2 separate regions of the Ovis aries genome follow, and region 2 is linked to region 1. Evidence: chromatin contacts called from public Hi-C data. All regions are on one chromosome and are shown on one strand. Each heading gives the region's core, a stretch centred on a gene start, on an enhancer-like site or on the middle of the called end of the contact. The rest is flanking DNA. Distances are from core to core; before and after follow the strand shown. Region 1 holds the start of BMPR2 (bone morphogenetic protein receptor type 2). Region 2 overlaps BMPR2 (bone morphogenetic protein receptor type 2).

Region 1 (4,401 bases), core at 1,690-4,189:
GGACACAGGGTTAGATCTGTTATTTGTAACCATTACAACCTAAATAAACAGCTTGGCGACTTAAATTTAAAAAAGAATTTCAACAGAAGCTGACTCTCAAATAAGTATTGCATTATATCGCATCCTTTTATTAAAATTAAGACTTCATTTACAAACCAAACAAGCATAGTACTTTCTATAAATTCTAATTTCTGCATACCAACTGTTCTTAGAATTAAGGATCCAAGAACTAGCTAGAATAAGTGGGAAAGAGGAACCCAAAAGAAATAGGATTTATCCATGACCCCACAGAGGGATGTGATGTCAATCTTCCAGTGTTATTTTCCTGTTCAGCTGCACCATGTGCACCTGTCTAGTTACATCATTCCATCCGTACATCCCAAGTTCACACAGGCCCTCTCTAGCTACCTTACACTTAATGAAACTGCACTAACCACTCCAATATTAGGCAAAGTTTTACACATTTAGAACCATGACATCTGCATAACAAGTGCTGTACTAAGATCCTGTCAAGAGTCCAGGCTTCTTTTCAAAGGTTAATCTGAAGACACTAACTCTATCTCATGTACCCAATTAGACTGAGAAGGTGTTGCCTACATTAACATGGTAGGTAACATGGTAGGTGCAGGTTGCAATTTTAGCTCCACAATTTACTGTGTGGTGAGTTATTATTTAAATTCTCTGTACTTCACTCCAGGCTTCCCAAGTGGCTCAGATGGTAAAGAATCTGCCTGCAACGCAGGAGACCCGGGTTCAATCCCTAGGTGGGGAAGATCCCCTGGAGAAGGACATGGCAACCCACTCCAGTTTTCTTTCCTGGAGAATTCCATGGACAGAGGAGCCCGGTGGGCTAAAGTGCATGGGGATGCACAGAGTACTTCCCTCTCTATAAAAGGAGCATTACTGAACCTGGAGTTAAGAACTGTCAAGAGGATCAAATGAGAAAATACATGTAAGGCTACTAGAACAGTTCCTGGCACATAGCTAGCACTCAGTAAATACTGTTGTTACTATTATTGTTACAGATCTGAAATCCAACTTCACAAATTTTAGCATCTGGTAATTAGTAATACTGAAGAAAAAAAGATGACTATTATCACCTTTAAAGTGATTAATCTATCCCTTTTAAGGACCATTATTCTAATATTCCATTTACCAAACAGAAATCACATTTTTTTTAAGTCAATTGATCTTTCCCTTACTTTTATCAGTTCTAATCACAAAATAATAATTCTGCCAACTATAAATAAGAATCTGTGTTGTAGAAAAGTCAAGAATAACCAACACTGAAAAGTGTATGCTCTGAGATTTCTGCTCTTAGAATGACTGCTTAAACGTAAAGCCTTTTACTGTCTTCATATTTTACAGGGACCAACCACATGGCTTATTACTAGAGAATTTAAAGAGGTAACACAATATAAAGTAATCTACAGAAAAATCATTCACTTTTCCCCAAAAGGAATTGTGATGATTAGTAATATTAAAATATCAGTGTTAAAATACATTCAGAAGTTCATATTATTTTAACACAACTCTCATAAACATAACAGACATCAATCAACAATATCAAAAGCACAAAAGTTCAAAATTTTTTTCAGTGTTTTCCAAATGGAAACATGAAATCTCCATATCTAACACAAGAAATGAGAAATTTACTGAATGTGAAAATATGCAGTTTTTAAATGGAACTATGCAATCTCCGAATCTAACACAGCATTGAGAAATTTACTGAATGTGAAAATTATACTTATTAAGAAAAAATAACTGGAAAGGTGTTATGTTGTCCTCTATTCATTTCTAAATGTATAATCTATCTGGCCATCCTAAACCCAATTTAAGAATTATATGCATAATTCACTCCCTAAAATTTCTAAAAGCCAATCACCAAAAGACTGCTGGAAAAGTAATTGCAAACAAAACGAGGTTTTTTCCTAAAGGTGTCTGAGAACTAAGAACAAAATATCCTAAAGAAAGGATTTCCCTTTAAGCTTCAGTAAAATGTCAAAAGACTTTCAGGACTCAAATCTCCTAGAAGTCTTGATGTGAGGTCAAAGTTGCCTCAATGACAGGAAAGCCAACAGAAAGCCAGATGACTAAATGAAAACTTACCGAAAATACTTCTCAGCCCAAAAGTAATTCCAAAAGTATACAAAATATATGTCCAGATTGAAAAGACGAAAATTACTAATATACTTCAAAACAAAATAATGGTAATAACGATTAACAGTAGTATACAATGTATTAAGAATCTCGCAGTTCTGCCTTCCACAACATTTTTTGGAATAATCAAAGTACCAGGGATTCTCAAAGAGTGATCTACATCTAAAAATAAGCTTCAAGTGTGTGTTCTACAGTGGATGTTCTCTCTACTTACAGCCAAATCTGCTTCTTTATATTAAAAAAAAAATCTACAGGTCTGTTCCCAAAGATCTCCTGATAGGCACTGTTCACTGGTGATTAAAATATTATTTTTAATCCCTGCATTACCTCACAGCTAAAAATGTCAAGATACCACACCCTACGTGTCTTTCTTCCCCCCCGCCCCGGTGGGGGGAGTGGGGGGTGGGGAATACGAGGTGTGGGGATTTAACGTGAAATGTTAGCTCTCCCGGAGGACGGGGAAAGGCGCGCAGGTCCGGGGCGATCAGGGGACGCGCGGCGAAGGGCGAGCGCAGGCCTCGGCCTCTGCGGGCTCCCACCCCGCCAGCCGCAGGGAAATGGCCCGGACGCGCCACCCGGGGCGACTCACCGGCCGCAGCGCTGACCAGCAGGACGGTCCACAGCAGCGAGGGCACCCGCCGGGGCCGCCGCGGCGACGAAGTCATCCCTAGGTCAGCCGAGAAGAGCAGGGAAAAAGAAAGACGGAAAGTGAATACGGGCGGAAAAACGCGGCCGGGAGGCTAGTCCTCGCTCCTGTCGGACTTCTCCGGCCCGTATTACAATGCAGTTTGAAAGGACAAATGGCAGATGAGAGGACCGAGCGGTAGAGTTTTCATTCCGCTGCACAAATTCCCTTCATTTCTCTCCCTCGCGGCTGGGGGTGTTCATTCGTCCAGGACTGGGTGCCTTGGCGCCCCAAACTGAAGGCATGTCCGTGGGGAGAAACACGGAGACGAGAAAAAAAAGCCCCGCAGTTATTTCCCCCGTAGTTTCACGATATCGAAGAAATATCCAGGTCTGGGAGAAAACATATCCAGGGTGCCGAAGGGTGGGCAGCGGGCATTCGCGGGGCGCCGAGGATCAGAACAAGTTCCCGACTGCCGGGAAGGGCGAAGCCGGACGGCCGGCGGCGGCGCCCGGCAATCCGAGGCGCATCGCCTGTGCTCCGGGAGGGCAAGAATCCTTTTAAGTTTCGCTTCGGTGCTTCCCTTACTCCGATCTTGAGCACAGCAAATCCTCCTCCTCGACTGGATCGAAAAAGGTGCCTGCCTCCATGGACAAACCCACCGCCTTCACGCCTTCGCGGAACAATCCTGCGAGGGTTGGGCAGGTCCCGGCCGGAGGGCTGAGGGGCGGTGGGAAGCGGGGGAGGGGAGGGGTCGGCAGGCTGCCCTTTCTAGCTCTGCCGGGTGCGCTCCTCGCTCTTTCTCTTTTTATTGCTGCCGCTCCATCTTGCCTGAGGTAAATTCCACCGTAAAAGCTTCGTCTTCTTCCTTCAAGGGCTCCTGTGAGCGAATCACAACCCCCTCCCCAGAGGAAGCCGCCGCCGCCGCCGCCGCCTCCTTTTCCCGCAGCTCTAGGCTCCGGGCGGAGCTCGGGTGTCGCGGGCCGAGGGCGGGGGGCGGCGGGAGGGCGGATGTAGGTGGCTAGGGAGGGGGGTGGGCAGCGAGGCGGCGAGACACCCCGCGCCCCTCCGGGAAGCACTTCCAGAGGCTCCGAGCAGACCAGACACAAAGGGGGGAGTCGCCGCAGCTGCCAGTCTGCGGCGCTCCCGGTCACCGGAGTCGCCCCGCCTCCGCCGCCGCCTCCGCCTCCTCCTCAGTCTCCAGCTCTTCCCGGCCCTGTCTGTCTCGGGCCTGTGGTGCAGCGCGGGCGGCGGCAGCGGCGGCGGCGGCGGCGCGATAAGACCCGCACTGCGCCTGCGCGCTCGCGGCCCCGCCCGTCCCCGCCCCTCGCTCCCGGGCTCTCGCACTGCGAGTCTCCCCCCAGCCACCGAGAGCAGGGCGGGGCTGGCCGCCCGCGATGGGCAGCAATGGCCTTTCTCTTTGACGCTGACATACCTTCTAGACTGGCACGCGTGGGATTTGTGTGCTTAAGAGAGGGCAGCCGTGTCTGTTGTCCAACCTTTGGCAAACTCTTCCGAGCTCGGTTGATTTAGGCTCTGACTCCTCTGGGACTCCTGGAGTAAAAGCCTGGAGGGGCAAAACTACCCCCTTTGTTTCTTGGGGCCGGCGCCTGCCT
Region 2 (4,096 bases), core at 1,315-3,814, 110 kb before region 1:
TATGTTTTTTTAACTTAAAGCATTTTGTATAAAATGCTCTTAAAAGTAAAAGTGTGTATTTCTTATGCCTTCTCAAACTAAACATACTGGAGCAAACTTCTACATGATTGGACCATAATTTTGTATGTCAACTAGTCTATGGTGATATTCTCAAGGACTATTAAGGATTCTCACACCTTTGAGTTTTCCTGGATTACTGCATCTGATTTGCAATTTTTCCATCTCATCCTTTGCAATCTCTTCTTTATGTTGTCAATATACTTGCCTTAAGGTTTTTATAGTCTAGCTCAAAAAGTTGGCTTAAAGCTCAACATTCAGAAAATGAAGATCATGGCATCCAGTCCCATCACTTCATGGGAAATAGATGGGGAAACAGTGGAAACAGTGTCAGACTTCATTTTTTTGGGCTCCAAAATCACTGCAGATGGTGACTGCAGCCATGAAATTAAAAAACGCTTACTCCTTGGAAGAAAAGTTATGACCAACCTAGATAGTATATTCAAAAGCAGAGACATTACTTTGCTGACTAAGGTCCATCTAGTCAAGGCTATGGTTTTTCCTGTGGTCATGTATGGATGTGAGAGTTGGACTGTGAAGAAGGCTGAGTGCCAAACAATTGATGCTTTTGAACTGTGGTGTTGGAGAAGACTCTTGAGAGCCCCTTGGACTGCAAGGAGATCCAACCAGTCCATTCTGAAGGAGATCAGCCATGGGATTTCTTTGGAAGGAATGATGCTAAAGCTGAAACTCCAGTACTTTGGCCACCTCACGCGAAGAGTTGACTCACTGGTAAAGACCCTGATGCTGGGAGGGATTCGGGGCAGGAGGAGAAGGGGACGACAGAGGATGAGATGGCTGGATGGCATCACGGACTCGATGGACGTGAGTCTAAGTGAACTCCGGGAAATGGTGATGGACAGGGAGGCCTGGCATGCTGCGATTCATGGGGTTACAAAGAGTCGGACATGACTGAGCGACTGAACTGAACTCAGGTTTTAAGAACAGACAGCTTAATTTGTTATAAATGAATATAAATTTAAAGAAAACACACTTTTAAAAAAGTCTAAGGGACTTTTCTAAAAATAGAAAAAAACTAACAGAAAAATTCTGTAGCATCTATTATGGCTGCTAATAGTAAAGAAAATTAATTGATAGAGACTTGGTACTGCAGCAGTCCATAAAATTAGACATTATTAAGAGTTCACTGAAATTTGATTGCCAAATTTTCCTTTCAATATCTAGTGTGAGAAATTACCCAGGAAGTCAAAACAAATCTGCACTTTCACAGTGCAGGAAGCAAATGAAGCCTGTGTGTTTGGCCTTTACTAAAGACACAAACCTGTGTGTTACCCATGTCAAATGTATAAAATAATGCCAAAAAACATTCAACCAGTATGCTACATGTGTGAAAAATGAGCTTAAGAACCCACTCTGATGGAAAACATTTCATTCTCATTAAAAAAAAAAAAATCCCCCCTCCTTCCTGTTATTCATTAATTCTGAATATCAGACATTTCCCCTTGTGCAGTCAAAAAATAGGATTCCTAGTGGAAAAGTAGAGGACAGATCAGGTATTGGCAGTTTTTCCATTTAAACTTGTATGTCAATTTTTAATATAAATGTGGACACACAAAAGCACAAATGCAAGTCAAAATGTCTCAGTGAACAAGTTTTAGCAGTTTAATGTCATAAAAGTTATAAATAAACCTGTTAAATGTTTCTGGACAATGCCACCACTTTGATGTTTTTTTTTAAAAACTAAGCAAACTTCTTATTGACAGTAACTGAATGGTGTTTGTAACATTTTTACCATACAGTAGATTCCACCCATTTACTATACTTTTCAGAGCTGTACTACATGCAATAACAGATTTTTAATGTTGTCTGTCTTCTGTGCTCTTCCTATAATTTGCTATTAAAATAAAACCATTTTTAAAAGGTATTTATACTTGGTGGCTTCAAAGTCCTTGCCAAAAGTCTGTTTTTTCTTTTAGTTTTTATTTTTTGAAGGTTCAGCATTCTCTTTGCTTTTATTCTCAAATTCACACAAGTTAAACACAACAAATTTACACAAGTTAAAGATAACATTTCATAAAATAATGCAAACTCTAAAATAGAGATTAATCCACATAATAGTAAGGAAAAGGGGTGTTAAAATAGATTTTAAACATATTAAAATCATGCTAATGGCTAAATATTTTAAAGTAAAAGCTTTCAGGATATGTCACATGATCTAAAATATGAAATCCCTTAAAAACTTCCAGGAAAAATATTTCAATATATGTATTCACATACGTGTGTAATTTAAAAAAATGTTTACCAAAAAAACTACAAACTTTTATTTCTTTTTATAAAATATATTTAAAAGAAACATATATGCTATATATAAGCTATCCCTGAAATTGTTGTGTCCCGCTAGTTCTAATACACCCTCTTCTTCTTCCCTATTAGCCTTTGCAGTTAAATACTCAGCCAAATGTAAACACAGCTATGTATGCCTGGGTGCAATGTCTGGGCTTGTAAAAGCAAGGGCTTCCTGAATGCAGAACAGACAGGGAACTGCTGTCTGCCTCACTGGAGCCTGGGATGTTTCTGTTTACAAATCCTGGAGCCAGGCAGGGGCCACTACTGGAGGCCTGCTGTCTGCTTCCTTGCTACACTTAGCCTTTGTCTGGGTCTGTGTCAAAGAAAGAACAACATTGTTGCATGTGCAGTAAGCAACAAAGGAAATCTGAAACATAACACAAACTGGTTATGTTGGCTCCTTAATCTTTTACAACTTCAGTGCGGAAAGGCAAATTAGGGTTTAAATTTAACAAAAAATTTAAACATGTGCTTCTCATAAAAGCAGAGAAAAACATTTAAAATAAAAACAATTAATGTGATCTGAGTTAAATGAATTCCTTAGCAAAATAATTCAGATTGCTAAATACTCTTCCAGGAATGATGATATATCGTGCAGCTCAGTGTTTTGAACAAATATTTTTACAAGGAATAAACAATGTTGACTTGTTTTAATTATTATGTTTGGAATGGCAAACTATACCATAATCATAATCAGATTAATGTTTATGTTTAATGTCCCAAAAACAAACTGAGTGGAGGCAGATTTCTTATTTTTCCCAAGATGGTATTTAATATTGAATATTTAAAATCATTTTAAATTTAATATGCCTTGTTAATCACTGTACACAGAACTAGCCTGTAAGAAACAAATACAACAAATCACAACAGTAAACAAAATAGTTCATATTCTGTTGAGTTTAGGCATTCTATGACTAAATTATAAAAGGAACAGCAGGAAACTAAAGACAGAAAGCGAAACAAACTGCATTAACCCTCTTCCCTACAAAAACTTTTTAAAAGAAAACAAAGGAAAGGTATTCAAAATCTATAAAACTTAACTTGTATGTAAGTCTTTATAATAATTTTAATATCTTTAAAATAGTTTCTTTGTGATTGAAAAGACTGAATTGTAGGATTTTGCATCTCTTATTAAGGAATAAATTAAAATGAACAAAGTTAATTATATTTCACTGGAATAAAATCATTAAATAAGTCTAAAATCAACATTTAAATAAATAGGTTGAAATTCTCAGTAAATACAATTAAACAGGAGATATAGATTAATCTGTAGACTATGCTACCTTTAAAAAAAATTTCATAATAGTATAAAGAAACATCATTAGACATGTTCTCAAAATATTTTTGGTATAATTCTACCAGGATGTAATTGTCTTTATTTTTTTCAGATTTTATTTTTCAGCTTTACATGTAGATATGACAAAACAAAAGTATCATTACTGCACACAAAAGCTTTTGAAAATAATTATTTCTATTTCTTAGAAATCAATAACCTAATTGAGTTAGAAAAGATAATTTGAGCCTAAAATAGAAATCTAATCATTCCAATATTTATTATGTAAAACAAACCAAAAGCAAATTTAAATTCTCACAATACAGAATCAAACCAAAATGTCAAATCACTCAAGAGATCGCTAGTCAATTTTTCTAACTGGCATATAAATGATACTTCGAAATCCAGAATTCATACTAAAGATCCTTCAGAAAATGACCATGAAATAACCTGACTATA

Evidence for each region. A called contact is a pair of places that touch in the nucleus more often than the background predicts.
Region 2: a contact with region 1 is called in a Hi-C map of liver, with 2.1 times the contacts expected there. The contact joins the enhancer-like site here to the promoter of BMPR2 in region 1. A contact is called at or near these places in 4 of 16 Hi-C or Micro-C datasets (hypothalamus, liver, skin fibroblasts and 1 more).

What each region holds. Positions count from the first base shown.
Region 1 is chr2:204,653,658-204,658,058 of ARS-UI_Ramb_v3.0, reverse strand. BMPR2 (bone morphogenetic protein receptor type 2) reads right to left here and starts at 2,939. Exons shown (of 13, transcript NM_001306123.1): 1 at 2,750-2,939. The coding sequence starts at 2,825.
Region 2 is chr2:204,759,524-204,763,619 of ARS-UI_Ramb_v3.0, reverse strand. All of the region lies in intron 3 of BMPR2 (bone morphogenetic protein receptor type 2), which reads right to left. Among named protein-coding and RNA genes, the nearest start is that of FAM117B, 90 kb to the left of the region's middle. Within about 2 kb of position 2,564, at least 5 of the 54 cell types and tissues checked have an H3K27ac peak or open chromatin away from gene starts, as enhancers often do. A contact at or near this core is called in liver, where this site is marked.